Regions from separate parts of the Mus musculus genome. Here region 2 is linked to region 1. Evidence: chromatin contacts called from public Hi-C data. All regions are on one chromosome and are shown on one strand. The core of a region is the stretch at or near the end of the contact, and the rest is flanking DNA. Distances in the headings are between cores, read along the strand shown.

The links. A called contact is a pair of places that touch in the nucleus more often than the background predicts.
Region 2: a contact with region 1 is called in a Hi-C map of cerebellum, with 2.2 times the contacts expected there. The contact joins two enhancer-like sites. A contact is called at or near these places in 6 of 484 Hi-C or Micro-C datasets (the AML12 cell line, cerebellum, cortical glia and 3 more).

What each region holds. Positions count from the first base shown.
Region 1 is chr6:118,643,057-118,650,816 of GRCm38.p6, forward strand. All of the region lies in intron 29 of Cacna1c (calcium channel, voltage-dependent, L type, alpha 1C subunit), which reads right to left. Among named protein-coding and RNA genes, the nearest start is that of Gm38887, 51 kb to the left of the region's middle. Within about 2 kb of position 3,870, at least 10 of the 459 cell types and tissues checked have an H3K27ac peak or open chromatin away from gene starts, as enhancers often do. A contact at or near this core is called in cerebellum, where this site is marked.
Region 2 is chr6:118,750,634-118,758,393 of GRCm38.p6, forward strand. It overlaps Cacna1c (calcium channel, voltage-dependent, L type, alpha 1C subunit), which reads right to left. Exons shown (of 47, transcript NM_001159534.2): 6 at 6,735-6,893; 7 at 736-932. Among named protein-coding and RNA genes, the nearest start is that of 1700080F18Rik, 86 kb to the right of the region's middle. Within about 2 kb of position 4,013, at least 10 of the 459 cell types and tissues checked have an H3K27ac peak or open chromatin away from gene starts, as enhancers often do. A contact at or near this core is called in cerebellum, where this site is marked.

The DNA.
Region 1 (7,760 bases), core at 2,620-5,119:
TGTAGCACCAAGAGTGAGCAAATAGCTTAGACTCTGTGTCTGTTTTCCTATGTAGAAAATGGGGCTGATCTTAGCATTAAGGTGACGTTTACAAGATACCACACATACAAAGCACTCAGACCAGTAATCTGGAGGGAGCTCTAAATTCATATTAGTTTTGTCATCGTTACTAGAGTCAACCTGCCTGCCTCATTGTTAAGTAGCATCCACAGGTCATGTGGGGCTGAGCCAAACAGAAATCAACACGAGGCATCTAGAAGCAATACATGCAGAAGGAACAGAAAGAGGGAAAGCTTCTTGGGCTGGCCAAGGCTCTTTCTGCTCACCATCTATCTGGTTACTATTCTTGAGATGCTCTTAGAGCAGTCAGGCAGGCAGTGTTGACACTGTGACAGTGTGCAGGTTGTCGTGGCTTAATCTTATTATACTCAAGTTCATATAGATTGCACACTGCAGAGGTCTTAGGAAACAACTGTTCAAGGAGAGGAGATGTGGTCTTCCCTGGGCTAGAAGCTGTGGAGAAGAGTGCTGGACTTCCGGGGCAGGGGGCCTCCATCTTTGATATAGAGAGAAAGATTACTGCAGGAGAGGTTGTAGGTCTACACCATTGCAGAATTCTGGATTCTGTTTCTCCTCTGCCCCAACCAGAAGCCTCCTCTATCAGGACAGGCACAAACCTCACAACAGATGGTGGTAACACGGGAAGCCACAAATCCCTCTGTGTATACTTCCATTAGTATGCCAATGTTATGATACTTATTCATAGAAAATTAGGCCCTCCCTACTATTTGTTGTGTTCTATGTTCCTTCCTGCCCACCTTCATCATCTTATATGGGTCCAGCAAAGCCAAGCAAAGAAATAAGGAGGAAGCCAAGACCTTCCTGGTACCTGATGTGGAAGGTGATATACCTTCTGCCTATTCCAGGGGCACAAAAGCACACCCAGGAAAGCTATGGGAGATCTGAGCTGAGGCTAGATGTGAGATGCTGACAGAGAGATAAGTTAAAAACAAAACATGGGCAAGGGAAGACTTGGCCCCATGGGATGTGAATGGCAAACACATTCAGGAGTCACTGCAATAATGTGAAAAACAAGAGCTGGGCATGGTAGTGGTCAAAGAGGTCACTTAAGGCTGATGGGAAACAGGGGACTGTGCAGCATGGGGAGACATAGAAGACATGGGTGGTAGCAGGATTGGGGAGTCACAGAACACATGGCTGGTAGGAGACAGGGATACTGAGAACAAGGAAATGATAAAAAAAAGACAGAGAGAAAAAGAGAGGGAAAAGAAAGAGGAAGAGGAGGAGAGAGAAGTTGGGTGTGGGGCTGAATGTGAGGTACTCAAGGTTGGGTTCTAGGACTCTGGGATGACCACAGAACCACGACAGGTGAAAGAACACCAGTCAACATGAGACCAGAGGGAGTGGCCAAACCCTCCTTGCAAAGCAGGGTCTAACATGAGAGGGAGAAACATGGTCTATACCCAACCTGGGGTCCCCAAACAGAGTCGAGGTTCTTAGCTTCGGGGGAGGAAGTGTTTGGGGAGAGCTGGACAGAGCAGGTTGTGAGGTGGTGTGGAGGGACAGGCATAATGGAAGGCTGAGCCTTGTTCTTAGAACCACTCGCTTTTCTGGGTCCTGGGATGTGGAACTGAGAGGCGGGAAACTAGATAAACTGGGAAGAGGTGCCGAATCCAGCCAGAAACAGCAGTGGCAACAGTAAAAGCCTCAGTGTGTCTGTGAAGGGCTGATCTTATGGAATATCATGGAATCCACGGTTAACTGACACCAAGCAGAGATAATATAAATCGTATTACATCAGGGTGCCACTTAGATATAACTAATCATGGAGATTAGCGGCGTCTAATGGAGAAGGCATAACCAAGCACGCAGCTGCTCATGATCTACAGCCTGCAAGGCAGCGAGGACTTCTGTGTTTCCATCAGGCTCATCCTGTGCTGTGCTAATTCAGAAGCTTTGGACAGCTTCCTGCAGCAAACGCCGGTCACTGTAGGACAGCTGGCAAGAGCAGGCCAGGGTCGCGTCCTTGCTTTGAGGAGGCACTGGCTGGGATAGTGATAGGGTACTCCGAGGATGGTCAGAGGAGCACGTAGACCTGGGAATGTGTGCTTTTCATAGACACCTGTCCTGGAGTTCCATTGGAAAAATTTCTAAGGCATCGATATATTTATCTCATCACACATGATCTGAGCCACCAAGCACCTAGAACTGTGCGAGGATGGAGTCCACAGACCTGAAACTAATCCCCAAAGCTCGTGGTCCGCTCACTAGAGCACATGGAATTTGGGGCTATGGGTTAAGTTCCTTTCAGGGGACTCAGGAGCTTGTCCCCCTCTGCCTTAGCTGTGCCAGGGTAGACTAGAGGAGCACATTATTGCTTTTCCCTACCCATGCTAGAATAAATGAACAGATTTATGCAAAAAGACATGATTGGAGTGCTGAAGGCTGTATCCCTGGAGCCAGCCATGGCAAAGAGCTTCAGGTTCAAGCACACATTGCACTATAGTCTATGAGTGAGAGGCTTTGGCAGCAATGCCAGTGGGTACTGGAAGAGCAGGCTGCCCTTTTTGAGTGGGAAAGAGCTTAGTCTTGCTGCAGATCTCTAAACAGTGTGATAGCCCAGGCTCTAGGGAAGCCTTCACAACCCAGGCAAGACATGCTCCTTCCGGCTTAGCATCTTTCTTTCATCAGCTCGCCCCATGTGTGCCTGACTGCAAAGCCATGATGCTATGAAGACCATTAGATCCAGCCACCAGCACCGCCTTTGTAATAAGACACAAACATAATGGTGGGCTGCTTTCGCTTTCAGAGATGAGGCTTGAGAGCCGAGAGCAAGCGTTTTAACCTCTCAGTGCCTCAGCTCACTCACATAGGACACGGCAATAGCAACTGCGTGTGCCTCTGTGGGAATATGAAGTCTGTGCAGTGTCAGGTACTGCAAGGTCTGCATCTGAGGGAGTGCTTGATGCCCACTGTGGCTGCCATGACTGCCTCCTCTCATGATGGCTCCTGCTTCACGGAAGGCCCCTCCTGCGGAGGAGGGCCACTGCTTTGCCTGGGTTGAGTTCCTGCCTCAACACCCTCTGGGTTTGGGAATCCCTCTTCTCATGCCTTCAGTTTCTTTTCCAGTGGCAGGATCAGAGACAGGGAACCACAGTGTACCTTCCCACTGGGCTTTTACACAGTGTGAATACGTTTCCACATTAAATAATTAAGTGTAATAGCTAATACTTCCCTTCCCACACTAAGGCTTTATGTAAGTCATATAATTATTTTTTTATCATTCACGGTAAAAGCACCATGCAGGAAAGAAACCTGTCACAACGTTGCAACAATATGCAAATCTCTGGGTACAAGCGCTGTGGCGAGGAGGCCCCTCCTGAGGAGCTCGTTTGTGCCTGTCTGCTGGGCACTGTGCACGTCAGGTGTCCGTGGGCACACCACAAATAAACAATAATCAGGGGAATGCCTTCTTACCAATCAGCTGCTAAAAAGCAAGCCGGGGCTGGCTGCACACCCACAGGCCACTGGGCTCTCCTAATGAGGCCAGAGGAGCAGAAGGGGCTGTGGCATGTCCTAGTCTCTCTCCCTCCTCTTTTCCGTTTCTATTTCTTTAAGTGACATGTGTGGTGAGTCTGTGGTCCCATGGGTTTCACTGACAGTGAAAGACACTGATTCTTAGTAGCTAAGGTAAACAGATTTCAACTAAATCCAGTTAAGAGGCTCTATGAAGTTCCACCCTGCTCTTTATTCCACTGGTCGGCCTCCAGGGGGCACTGCGGAACTGGGTAGAGCTACAGAGTGGGTCCTGGTGACCAAGCCAGCTTTGCAGATTTAGGGATACCACATATCCTGCTGTGTGGGGCAGCTGTGTCTTAAGTGTGATGTAACCACATGTCTTCTGAGAAACACGTATGTAGGTACCGTGTACAAATAAAACTGGCCTGCTGTAACTTTGGCTTTTAGTCCAAGGTCCTGTACCTTTGCTCTTCTGTTGTCTTCAACTTCTGTGGGTCTTTTACTATACACACCCTTTACATTATGGCTAAGAAATCCTCATTTTCAACATTTTATGCTGAATGTCTTGGAATTAAAATAATAGAATATGAATTACAGAATATTTATCATGACATATAAACTGTAAGTCTAGAAAGGGTTTAAGACCACTCATCTAAAAAAGAGGCTAATTCAAGTTTTAAAAGAAAACGTTTTACTTACTCCTGAAGTCGTTTAGACTAAATTGTCTGGGTCGAGATGACTATGAGGAAATATAGTCCTCTGAACCACTCACTACTCACAGAGGGGACTAATAAGGGGACTTGAACATCTAGCGTCCCCTCCTGTTTCTCAGGACAAGCAGTGCATGCTCCGGGTCTCTGTTCCCTCTCCCTTACTTCTCTGTAGCTGCATCCCTCACACAGCCCTTTAGCCTGAGACATCGTGCTCTGTCTTGGTCTCTTGTTTTGGCCATGCCAGCTGTTAGCCTCCAGATGTCCTCCCCCCAGTTCCTTCTCCCCAGTGCCCCACCTGTTAGCTTACCATGCACATCCTCTCTGGGAAGACGAGAGTCCAGAGCAGCTCTCCTGGAGCATCTACTTAGGAAGGCCACATGTAGTGCAGACTACGAAAACAGAGCTCCTGTCCACACTGCCTGTTCAAGACTTTAATAGCTTTTAAAACCCAATCCATCTCTGCAGCCCCTTCAGGCTGGCCTCTCCCCACTCTCCTCAAAGTCAATGAACTGTTGTACTGGCTCAGTCCCTGAGGGGCAAGTCAGGGAGCTTGGAGCCACCTTTCATTCCTTCTCTTTGTCCTTTTGACTGATTCATCATCGAATATGTCCGCACGATGCTGACGTTACTCTAGACTGCTGAGTTCCCAGGAGGCTCTGGTAGACAACGTTTTCTCTCCTACACTAGGCTACTCCTTACTAAGCAACCAATACTCGGATCCCTAAGTCCCCTACTCGGTGCCCCAGGGACTTTCTAGAAGACAATGACTCTAGCCATGGAGGGTAGAGTGAGTTTCAGGACTAGCAGTCCTACTAAGAACCTGTGGAAGCAGTGGTGAAAAGTCTCCCATTAGGGACACTCATGCCATCCTAGACCTACTGTGCTGCAGCCCTGGGTTCATCAACTCATTAACTCAAGACTATTATTGTTTTGAGTTGTTCTTGCCAAACCTGTCAATAGCAAATTCAAGGCACACTATGTCCTGGTACGCAGTCCTGTTGCTAAGACTGGAATATCTGTGGCTACACTGCCCTTCACTAGACCCTGTGCTGCCCTCCATAGTCAAGCCAGAGCTGCCCACACGGGCGAAACCTTGAACCTGAAGGTTCATCCTAACAGCCCCTGGTCTGCTGTGTAGATCCCTGTCTTCTGCTTTTTTTTTTTCTGGAGTAGGGTCCCTTTGGAATTTTAATTGGGATTGTCTTGAATCTATATATGATGTTGCAGGGAAGTAGTGTCTCAGCAATGAGTTTTCCAGCTTGGGAACACATCCCTTGTGTTATTAATTTTTGTTTAATCATTGATATAAAATTTTAGTTTTCTTTTTGCTATATTTTTATACACTGGACTTTTTTCAGTGTTTATCATACAAATTATCTTAATTTTCTGTAATTATTGACATTTCAGGTTATGATAGGAATATAATCTAATTAAAAAACTATTTAACCACTCCAAACAAACCTTTCCACAACTTGCACTGCATACGCATGCAGAATTAATTATCATGCAAGTGTCTTTTGCCTAATTTCCCTACATCTAAGGACAGAACTCCTTTGGCATCCTGTGAGGGGTTCAAGTCACCAACCCTTTTCCTTGGATCATCCCTGCATTCCCCAAGCTGCTCTGGGAGGCAGAGAGTCTTTAAGTTTGTGTATACTAACACCTCATATTTTTTATAGGTTTTTTTTTATGAACATAGTATGGTTTTATGGAGTTAAGCAGCTGGATTCAGGGCAGAGGTTTTCTTGAGTAAATTCATTTTACATAGAGTAGTGAGGAAAACAGACATGAATGAGAAAAGATCACCAGCATCAATCACTGTAGAGAAAACGGAAGAAAGAAGCGGGGTCTATAGATCAACCCATCAACCAATCAGATATGAAGAGGATATGGCATAGAAAATCAAATCAGGGACAGCTCCAGAGGACATAGTCTGAACTATGAGTAATGCCAATTGCTGTGGTTTGGATGTTAAGTGTCCATCAAAGGACCATGTGTTAAAAGCTTGGTCCCCAGGGTGGTGCTATTGGAGGAGGAGGGTGGAATTTCCAAAAATAAAGCCTATTGAAAGGAGGAGAGAGAAGGAGAGAGGGAGAGAGGAGGGAGGGAGGGAGGAGGGAGGGAGGGAAGAAAGGAGGGGGAAGAGGAATGAGAAGGGGAGGGAAGAGAAAGTAGATCACTGAAGGCCTACTCTCTGAGAATTGTAGGATTCCAGCCTGCTCCGTTGCTGACTCCTGGTTACAGATGCAAGTGTGTTGCTCCTACACACAATCCTGCCACCATCTACCACTCTCTCTGGAAGCACTGATGAGAGCATTCTACACTCAAGCCTCCAAAGCTATGTTGCAAGCAAGTTGCTCTAGGCACGTTATAGTTATAATGCCAGGCTGACTAACACATCCGCCTTCTCCGTTCTTGCTGACTGCCCTTTCACAGGGAACTCACTCACACCACACAGTCAGGGAAGGTAGAAGTCCAGAAGCCATTAGTCTTTCAGGTCTGATAGAAGCCATTCATGCCATGGTTCTTGGGCAAACTCGAGTTAGGTATTTCTACCAGAGTGATGAGGATTTCTGATTGGTATGCTGCCTGAAAATTCAAGGCCACATTTTCCAGCTTGTTTATCAGTGAAGAATACAGTTAATGAGGGTGTAGGCGACCAGGCTCCACTTTATCCTCTCCTCAGTTAACTAGTCAACTGTCTCTGGTCACCCACACTAATAGTCTTCACTCCTCTATTGCTGGGGTTCCTTTTGAGGAATTCACAGAAGAGATCTCCTTGCCATTATCTCGCTGTGTGAGATGGCTCTCTTCTGTACCCAGGAAAAATCACTCATATTTCACCCTGTCTTCTCAGGACAGAAAAACAGTCATTGATGACAGTAGGAAACCTAATTGGTTATGTCTTAGAAAATGGTTTGTTCCTTCATTGGTAGGATACATCATATATGTGTTTCAGGTCAATGTCAATCTCGTGGGCTTCCCAGAGCAGGTGACTTGATGCACTGTGTATGCTAGAGACTGCAGGCTCTGGAGATTGCCTATGATACCAGGGACATACCAGACTCCACTGTGGGATAACTGAAAGTGAAGACAGCTCCCTAGAGGTTGAGAACTGAGGCTGAGGCCCAGCGGTCCCGCTCTCCTGGCCTGGCTCAGGATGCTATGCGTGATGCTTCTGTGTTCTCAAGCATGGAACCTGGACTAGGACAACACGTGGGTGGCAATGCTTGTGGGTCCCATAGAGGACAGCCACAACCACTTGGTCTTCTCCAGGCCAGGGCACAATTTATCCCCTAATGGTTTGACCTTGGAAATGTATATGATAAAGAGCATATTTCCTTCTTGGAGGTAGGGACACGCAATTATTATCACCATACCAAATGAGATTGATTTATTGGGAGTTTTCAAAAAGTACGAAAGACCCCAAGGTGTCCTGTGTTGCAAGGAAGACTCAGCGTTTGTGAGTCTGTATGTACCACCTTCAAGTGCTTCAAAGGTTGTCTC
Region 2 (7,760 bases), core at 2,763-5,262, 110 kb after region 1:
ACAAAGATGGTATTTTCCGTGGGATTTTACAAATAATGGGCTTGACTCTGCCAGAAGGAAGACAGCTAGATTATGGTATGCATCTTTACCTGCACTTCAAGGGCTCAAAGGTGGCAAAGCAGTGGTGGCTAGTTAGAGCTAGTGAGGGGCATTCTAAATATGCATTGTACAATAAGCAGAGCCTCTGGTTGACAGTGAGAGAGACGTTGATGGAGTGGTCTGATAGGTTGAGACTAAAGTGAGAGTTAAATGTAAGAGCTTGCCACAAGGCTACACAACTCAATACAAAAGCCGTTTTCTTTATGGCATCTCCTTTTAGATTAGCCCTGGCTTTCCTCTGCATATTCTGCCTTCGCTCCTTTTTAGGTAATTTGAGGTAAGAGGCAGGAGAAGGTTAAGAGCAGAAAGAAGTAGAGAGCAGGAAGAGGAGTTCACTGGAACACTTATTCTGGGGCTAGCCCAGCTCATCTGCACAGTGTCAGCTGCACACCAGTGATCCACACTGTGGCGAGCCAGCTAAAGATGACCGTCACCAAAGTGAGGGAAACCTTGCAGAAGTGAACAAGTTATGCCTTGTTTCTCAGGAAAACCCTGGAACAAATCAAAGGCATTCATCCATCCCCTCTCAGCCTATGTGGGCATGTGTGACCCCAATATCATGGGGAGGAAAGTGAGGGGTCAAGAGAAGCCTCTGGCCCTCCATGCACCCGCCCGCTGAGTGCCCCGTCTGCGTACCCAGTACAGCACGTCTGTCCAGCCCTCCATGGTGATACACTGGAACACCGTCAGCATGGCGAAGGCGAAGTTGTCGAAGTTGGTGATGCCGTGCTTGGGCCCATCCCACCCGGGTTTGCACACGGTCCCGTTCTGACACTGTCGCCCATGGCCTGTCTCCAAAGCACAAGGGGAAGGATCCTCTTCTGCCGGAACATCTCCACCACCAAGGAAACAGGAGACGGAAGGAGGGAAGGAGGGGTCACGATGGGCAGAGAATGAAGATAAAATGTTAGAGAGAAAAATAACAGGATAAGGCCGATGAGCACCCACAGCCGCAATCGCACACATTTCGGTAAGCGCCCTCCCATGGAGCTTAAAATCATGTGAGGCCAGACATTGGTTTCAGGGGCACAATGACATAGGTCAGTATTTTCAACCAAATGTTGTGAACAGCGCATTTTAACCACAACTGATTTCACAGACACTAAGGTATTATCTGCTTGGGCATAGCATGGCAGCATGTCCGAGTGGCCAATCAGAAAGGGATAACCGTGCATCGTCTCAAGTGTAAATTGTTCTGGAAAACAGAAGACAAATGTAAGGAACCCAGAGTCTGGGAGACCGAGGGTTTTTATCTGGCAGCTATAGAGAATCACAGCAAAAACAAACAGAAGACCTGAGTTTGAACAAACAATTGCTTTTGATAACAGCGAAATGTAACTCCAGAGAGAATCTGCCTGTGGTTCTTCATTTAGAGATAATAAGATGCCCAGAATCTTCTCTTCTTTTACAAGGATCCAAAACATCACAGGGTGGTTATTTTGCCCATGGGACACAGGCTCTTTATTGAAGATGACTGGTGAGATGGCTGCTGGTGTCTGTGGCTTCTAATTGGAACTGTTTACTCTCAAGAAAAAAAGAGGGGCATGGAAATGTTAACCCTTGACTGTGAGAGGCTTCTCAGGAGAACAGTGGTGAGGGCTGTGGTTCAAAGCATGTGCCAGTATCTTCCTGGGACAGCAGTGACACCTATCACTTCCTCTATGTCACCCCCAACTCCCCCCCATGTACTTGCTTGCAGTCCATTCTTGCTTCTGTCCCCAACTCGGAACGAGCTGACTTGTTTTCCATCTTCATAGCTTGCCTTTTCTTTAAGTTTCCAGTAAATAACGTCAAGAGGCCTTTGTGTGCCCATTCCTTCTTCATCCTTCTTTCAGTGCAGTGCTTCTGGGTTCAAGCACACTGCTGCACTTCAGGCTGGTCTGCTCTTTGTGTTTCTGAGCGGTGTGTTATCCTTTCTCCAGATGACAGACATCTGGAACTCTCCCAGCCTTAGGACTGCTCAGATTGAAGCTGCGTCCTGGCTTATTTTCTGCCCAGTACTATATTCAGTGACCAAGGGAACAGGTCTAGGTCACTGAACTCTCAGCTATCTGGGGGACCAAGTATCCATACCATTTTCTTATCCACAGTCTGGCTTCCAGAGGCTACGTATTAAGGTAGCTGAACTGGGCTACCCCTAGTCACAACTTTTTATGACTTTTAAAATTGTCAAATTTTTAGAGATGTGGATTTAATGCTGTTGAAAGAAGAGAAATGAAAGTTATTTTCAAACCTAAATAATACGTTAAAAATAGCAAAGCAAAGCACCTAAAAAACGAGAGTTGAGAAACGAAGAAAAAAACCAGGAACCAAATAGATCATTAATTCCATTCTTACTCTGGAACCAGCTTTCAGAGTTGGGAGGGCAGACAAAGGAGATGATGAACAGATAAAGGGAAACTTGCATTTCTTTGCATTCTATAATTCTATTTATCTGTAGCACAACGATGTCAGTTATCTATTTACAATGTGGCTCCTGGGCTGACAGTCTGTCCTGCATCACCGGTTCCTAAAACAGTGGAGATAGGGGAAGGTGGGTGGTGCTGCCAAAGCCAGCTCTGACTGCTCACGGGGAGGACATACTTGGAGAATTTACAGATAGATATCTATTAGCAGGAAGTGACACCGAGGGGCACTGATCTCATGGGTAAAGGGAGGAAGGGACTGAGCTTCGGGAAGACCATCCACAGGCTCAAAGGCTACTATGCTATTTTAAATCCTCCCTGAACAATAATAAAAAAAAATAATTCACAGAACAATTAAGAAGCTGCGATGATCCAGTAAAAATAGGTCTCTATAAAAAGGAACCCTTGAAAAAGGTGAACCCACAGATCCCCGGGTCCTAGTGACACCACCCCAGGGCAAGGGAAATAAACATAACCATAAAGATGTCCTGGCTTTCTTCCAAAGATTCAGAGGTCCTAGGGAGAGAGATAGGAGTGTGAGGATGGAGGAATAAAGCCACGTAGGCTGTACATTTCAGAACAGAATTGGAGAAGGTGGTCGGTGTGGAAAGAGCAAATTAAGTCTTCGGTAACATAAAGGAGATGTTAGAAATGGACTCAACTTCAGCAACACGCAGAATCCCAGGGGGGACTTGCAGCAGGGTTCCAAACCACCAAGACAACAGCAATTACATTTTTAGATCTCAACTTGAAGGCAAAATAGAATGGTAGTGATTTCATTGCTAGGTTTAGCCAACAAATTCCGTGCCAGTCTCAGGGGTAATTACTGTGCCGGGGAGAGCTACCGAGCGCCCTGGCTCCAGATCCACCGGACAGATGGAACACCCAGAAACAAAAGGTACCGACATATGGCAATGTATCTGCTGAGCAACCAGGAGGGGTGTCTTGCAGTTGCTGGAGAGACTGGGAGAAAACAGCTTCTTCTAAGACAGTCACCACTGGACACTGGACACAGAAAGGACAGCCTAAAGGCAGAACAATAGCACCGAGGCAGGCCAAAGCTTCCTTGCAGGGATCTTACAAGAAACATGGATTAGAAAATTTAGAAGAATATAAAATTCAGTCTGTGAAATAAGATCGGAGTTTAAAAGGAAGACTAACGCCATAACAAAGACTCACTGAATGTTTTGTAAAATCTACTACCTATGGCAGAAAATAGGTTAATGTCTAAACTCTAGGCAAAAACAACAAGCGTTCTACAAAACCCCGAGACCCGCTGATACTGGGTCTGAAGGGTGAGTGGACTGCTTCCTAGCCATGGGTATGAAAGAGACCAGATCCCTGAGGGTTCTCCCTCTTCCTCGGTGGGGATACTCACCTGTGGGAACCAAATGCTATTCTTTTGGGAGAATCTAGAAGACTTTGGGCTGTGGGCAGACAGTGGGAGGGGAAAGGAAGATGGGAACTTCAACTGCTTTGTTCTAGATTAAGGCTGCTGCAGCCAGGAATCTTTGGCCCCTTTCCCAGTAGTGGCTCTGGCTTCGACTGGAGCCTCATGGTACTTTTCTGAGGGATGTTACTCTCATTGCATCTTGGCTTATTTTGTTTCCACCCAGGAGACTAACTGGCCTTGGAAGTTACAGGATGGAGATGAAACTCACCATAAAGATGATGTCATGAGCTCTGTGGAAGGGTGCACGAGATAGCTCAGGTGATTTTTCTGGCCCTGTTTACTATCAAGGCCAGGATGACCTTAAGATGACCCCTCTAGAAGTTGAAGCCAACATGGCTCTTCTTCCTAAGGGCACGAAAGAAGGTCTCTGGTGCTGGGGATGGCTTTTCACAGGGCCTCTCTATGTACCCTAGGAAGAGGTCGCCATCTTGTTTTGTCTACTATGTTCATCATTTTCTTGCATTTGGAGGCTCTGAGGCCTGGAAACAAACCCTGTGGTGGTAACAATTATTTAAGGCTGCATTTTGCTCACAGCCTTGCAGGACCCTCACCAGAAGGAGAAGAGGTATGTCTGTCATCTTCCCTTTAAGATGACAGAGGTGACTAAAAGATTTTAAGCAGCTATCCGTGGCTTTGTGGCACATCAGTATTTGATGGCATGGCACAGTCACTGTCTTTGTTTCTATGACAGAATTCCTTCCCATTTCATTGGTGAGTATTGTGCCATTGGTCACTGCCAAACTGGTTAGGACTCATGGAGACTCTGTCCCTCTGTAACAGTATGAAGAGTCTGGGTCCAGTGGACCACCAATTATGTAGCATAACTGCATAAGTTGCTATAGTCAGTTCTGAGGCCACTCCAACCAAGCTGCACCGTTAACATAAGTTATTGGTTCAGGGTTAGCTACAGATCAGTTATGTAAGTTACTGGTTTGGTGTTAGCTACAGATCAATTGAGAAGAAAAGAATTTGAATTAAAGGAAGTCATTATGGGTCATTATGTTGGCTGATATTCTCTAAGCAAGGTTGAATATCTCTGAATTTTAGTGGAAGGCAAGAACTGCTCTTCCTATTAAAAGTTTTGTATCAGCTAACATTTTAAATTGTCACCCAATTTCGCACAGTTACAACTCAAATAACTTGAAAATTCTCAAGGGTGAATACTTTATCCTAAACACAATTTCTTCTAAAAAGTAAAAATAAGATGATTATGTAAATAATGGATTCATAGGCATTGTTTGTCTTACTGTGACCTTGTGAACAATGACTGAGCCACTTTGCAGAAGCCGTTAGCCTGCCTAGTCACAGTACCCTGTGTATACCAGGTGGTGATGCTGGCTTCTGGGCATAAGGTTTTCATCTCACTCTGTTATACAGGCTGGCACTACCATCACCCACCGCACTAACTTGCAGCTCAGGCTACGTGGGATTGGGAAGATACAAAGGACAGAAGGAAGCCGCCATTGTTAGCGCTCCAGACATATGCTCATATGCTCTGTTTTCCTCAATAATGTCCAAATAAAAAGGACAGGTCTGTTTTTAAAAATGAAATAATATAAATTAGCACTGTCAATAGCTTTGGAATGGATATTTCCAATGTTGTATATCTGTATATACATACATGTTTATGTATATATGTATATACAAGTGTATACATATATATTTATGTGTATATATATGTATATTTATGTATATATGTATCCCACTACTCTATTCATTTAAAACCTTACTATTTTTTCAAGAAAGAGAAAAGTTAATGTGTTCTACTTTTTTTTTTATATGTTTGAGTGTTTTACTCTCATGTATGTCTGCATACCATCTGAGTGACTGATGCCCTTGGAGGGCAGAAAAAGCAAATGACCCCCAGGAACTGGAGTTATAGGAGGTTGTGAGCTGCCACGTGGGTGCTAGGAATTGAACCCAGGTCTTCTGAAAGACTCAGTTCTCTTCACGGCTGAGCCACCTCTCTAGCCCCTGTTTATTTATTTAGTTTTTAAGGTCAAGTTGAAACGTTAGTCACATAAGAGAGCAGTGTGTGGTTTATCCTGCAAGCCCAAACTCTGGTGCCACTTAAGAAGGTGCTTAATGAGCCAGCACTGCCTGTTAAATTCGTTGATTGATGGAAGGAACACAAAGAGGGGAGGCTCATAAAGGCAGGATTGATGGTTGTGACATGGAGCTGAACTGGTGGCAAGGGGCTTATTTAATGACAGCCTCTTCATCTACTCCGGGAAAGGGAGGGACCCTGGGGTTCTGCTTTTGATGGAGAAGAAAATAGTAACTGTGATGGAGAGAGAGGCAACTCTAAGAGGACAGGAAAATGGGTGGGGATGGGGAGTCGGGGTGGTACGACATCCTGAAGGGTTTGGATGCTCAGCCACATTGGCGTACTGCTGGCTACACATGCTCATCCACTTGCAATGGCAGCTCACACACTCAGAATCTGCTTCGCTCGTAAGAAACTGATGAATGGTGGGTGCTTAGCCTCGCTTCTCCAATTGTGTCCATCCATTACGTGGCGCATCAGCAGTGCTGGACAAAGCACACACCTGCTGTTTGAACAGAGATCTGCGGTAGTGAATGCAGATATTGGAAAGGAGAGGGAAAGAAGGTTGACCCCTGCCTTTCATGTCATCGTGGTCTGCAGTATGGGGAAACCGAATGCCTCATCCAGTTTTGGAGCACAGGTGGCTGCAGCAATCTACTTCAAGGGAAAGCAGCCATGAGTGGGAATGACACCTTCCTGGAAACCTGCTGCCCAGAGCCCCACCTCTTACCTATTATGCCCTCCTGGTTGTAGCAGGTCTTGTGCATCTTTCCCATGAAGAGCTCCAGGCCGATAATAGCATAAATGATGATGACGAAGAGCACAAGAAGGGCAATGTGCAGCAGAGGCACCATGGCCTTGATGATGGAGTTCAGGACCACCTGGAGACCTGTGCAACAAAAGCAGCAACAGTAGCAGCAGCAGAACCTCCCTCCACCTCCCCTTTTGAGCCAGTGGGGCCTCAGGTACCAGGCTAACCTCCTGCAGTCTTCTTAGCAGCTCAAGTGGGAGTCCCTAGTCCCAGGCTTTAGATGAGCAAAAAGAGGCTCAAGGTCACAGCCAATGAGTGACAGGGCTAGAATCTAAGTTCGGGTTGGCTTGACTCCAAATCTCTCCTGGAGGCACATCCAAATAAAAGGATCGGCAGCAGAGCTGTGCTTCGGAGGGGGAGAACATGTTGTTGTTTTCATCCGTAACTATTAAGATTTTTAAATAGCCCATCTCAGAGACACCCTAGTGTGTCTCCTTCCAGAGCAGAGCTCAGCACGAGAACTCACTGTGACTACCCACGGCCACAGAGGACTTAGTCATCTCAGGCTTCTCCGTGGTGGATTACCAGAGCCTACCACCAGCCCCCCTGTTCTAGAACATAGAGCAGCTTGATGGAAAGGAATTCAGGAGGGTGCGGTTTCCAATGAAGGAGCTATCTCACCAGCGGGGCATTTCTGAGAACCACGTATCAGAGCCAAGGGTGTAGCTCTAAAGGCACCTCTTTAGTAGTGAACGAGGGGACTGCTGAGTATTGTTCAGTTCTACCAGGGGCTGCATCATCTGAATGTTACGCTCAAAAGCTCCATAGAAAGGGACTTCTTATTTAACAGCCTGGAGTTTCAGTTTGGGGAACACACAAATAAACAGAGTGCCTTGGAGCCACTCAGAAACATAGTTAAAATGGCAAACTTTGTCCTGTACTTATCATCAAGAATTAAACTAAAAGTACCCAGATATCATTAGGAGGAAAAAAATGAATGGACAG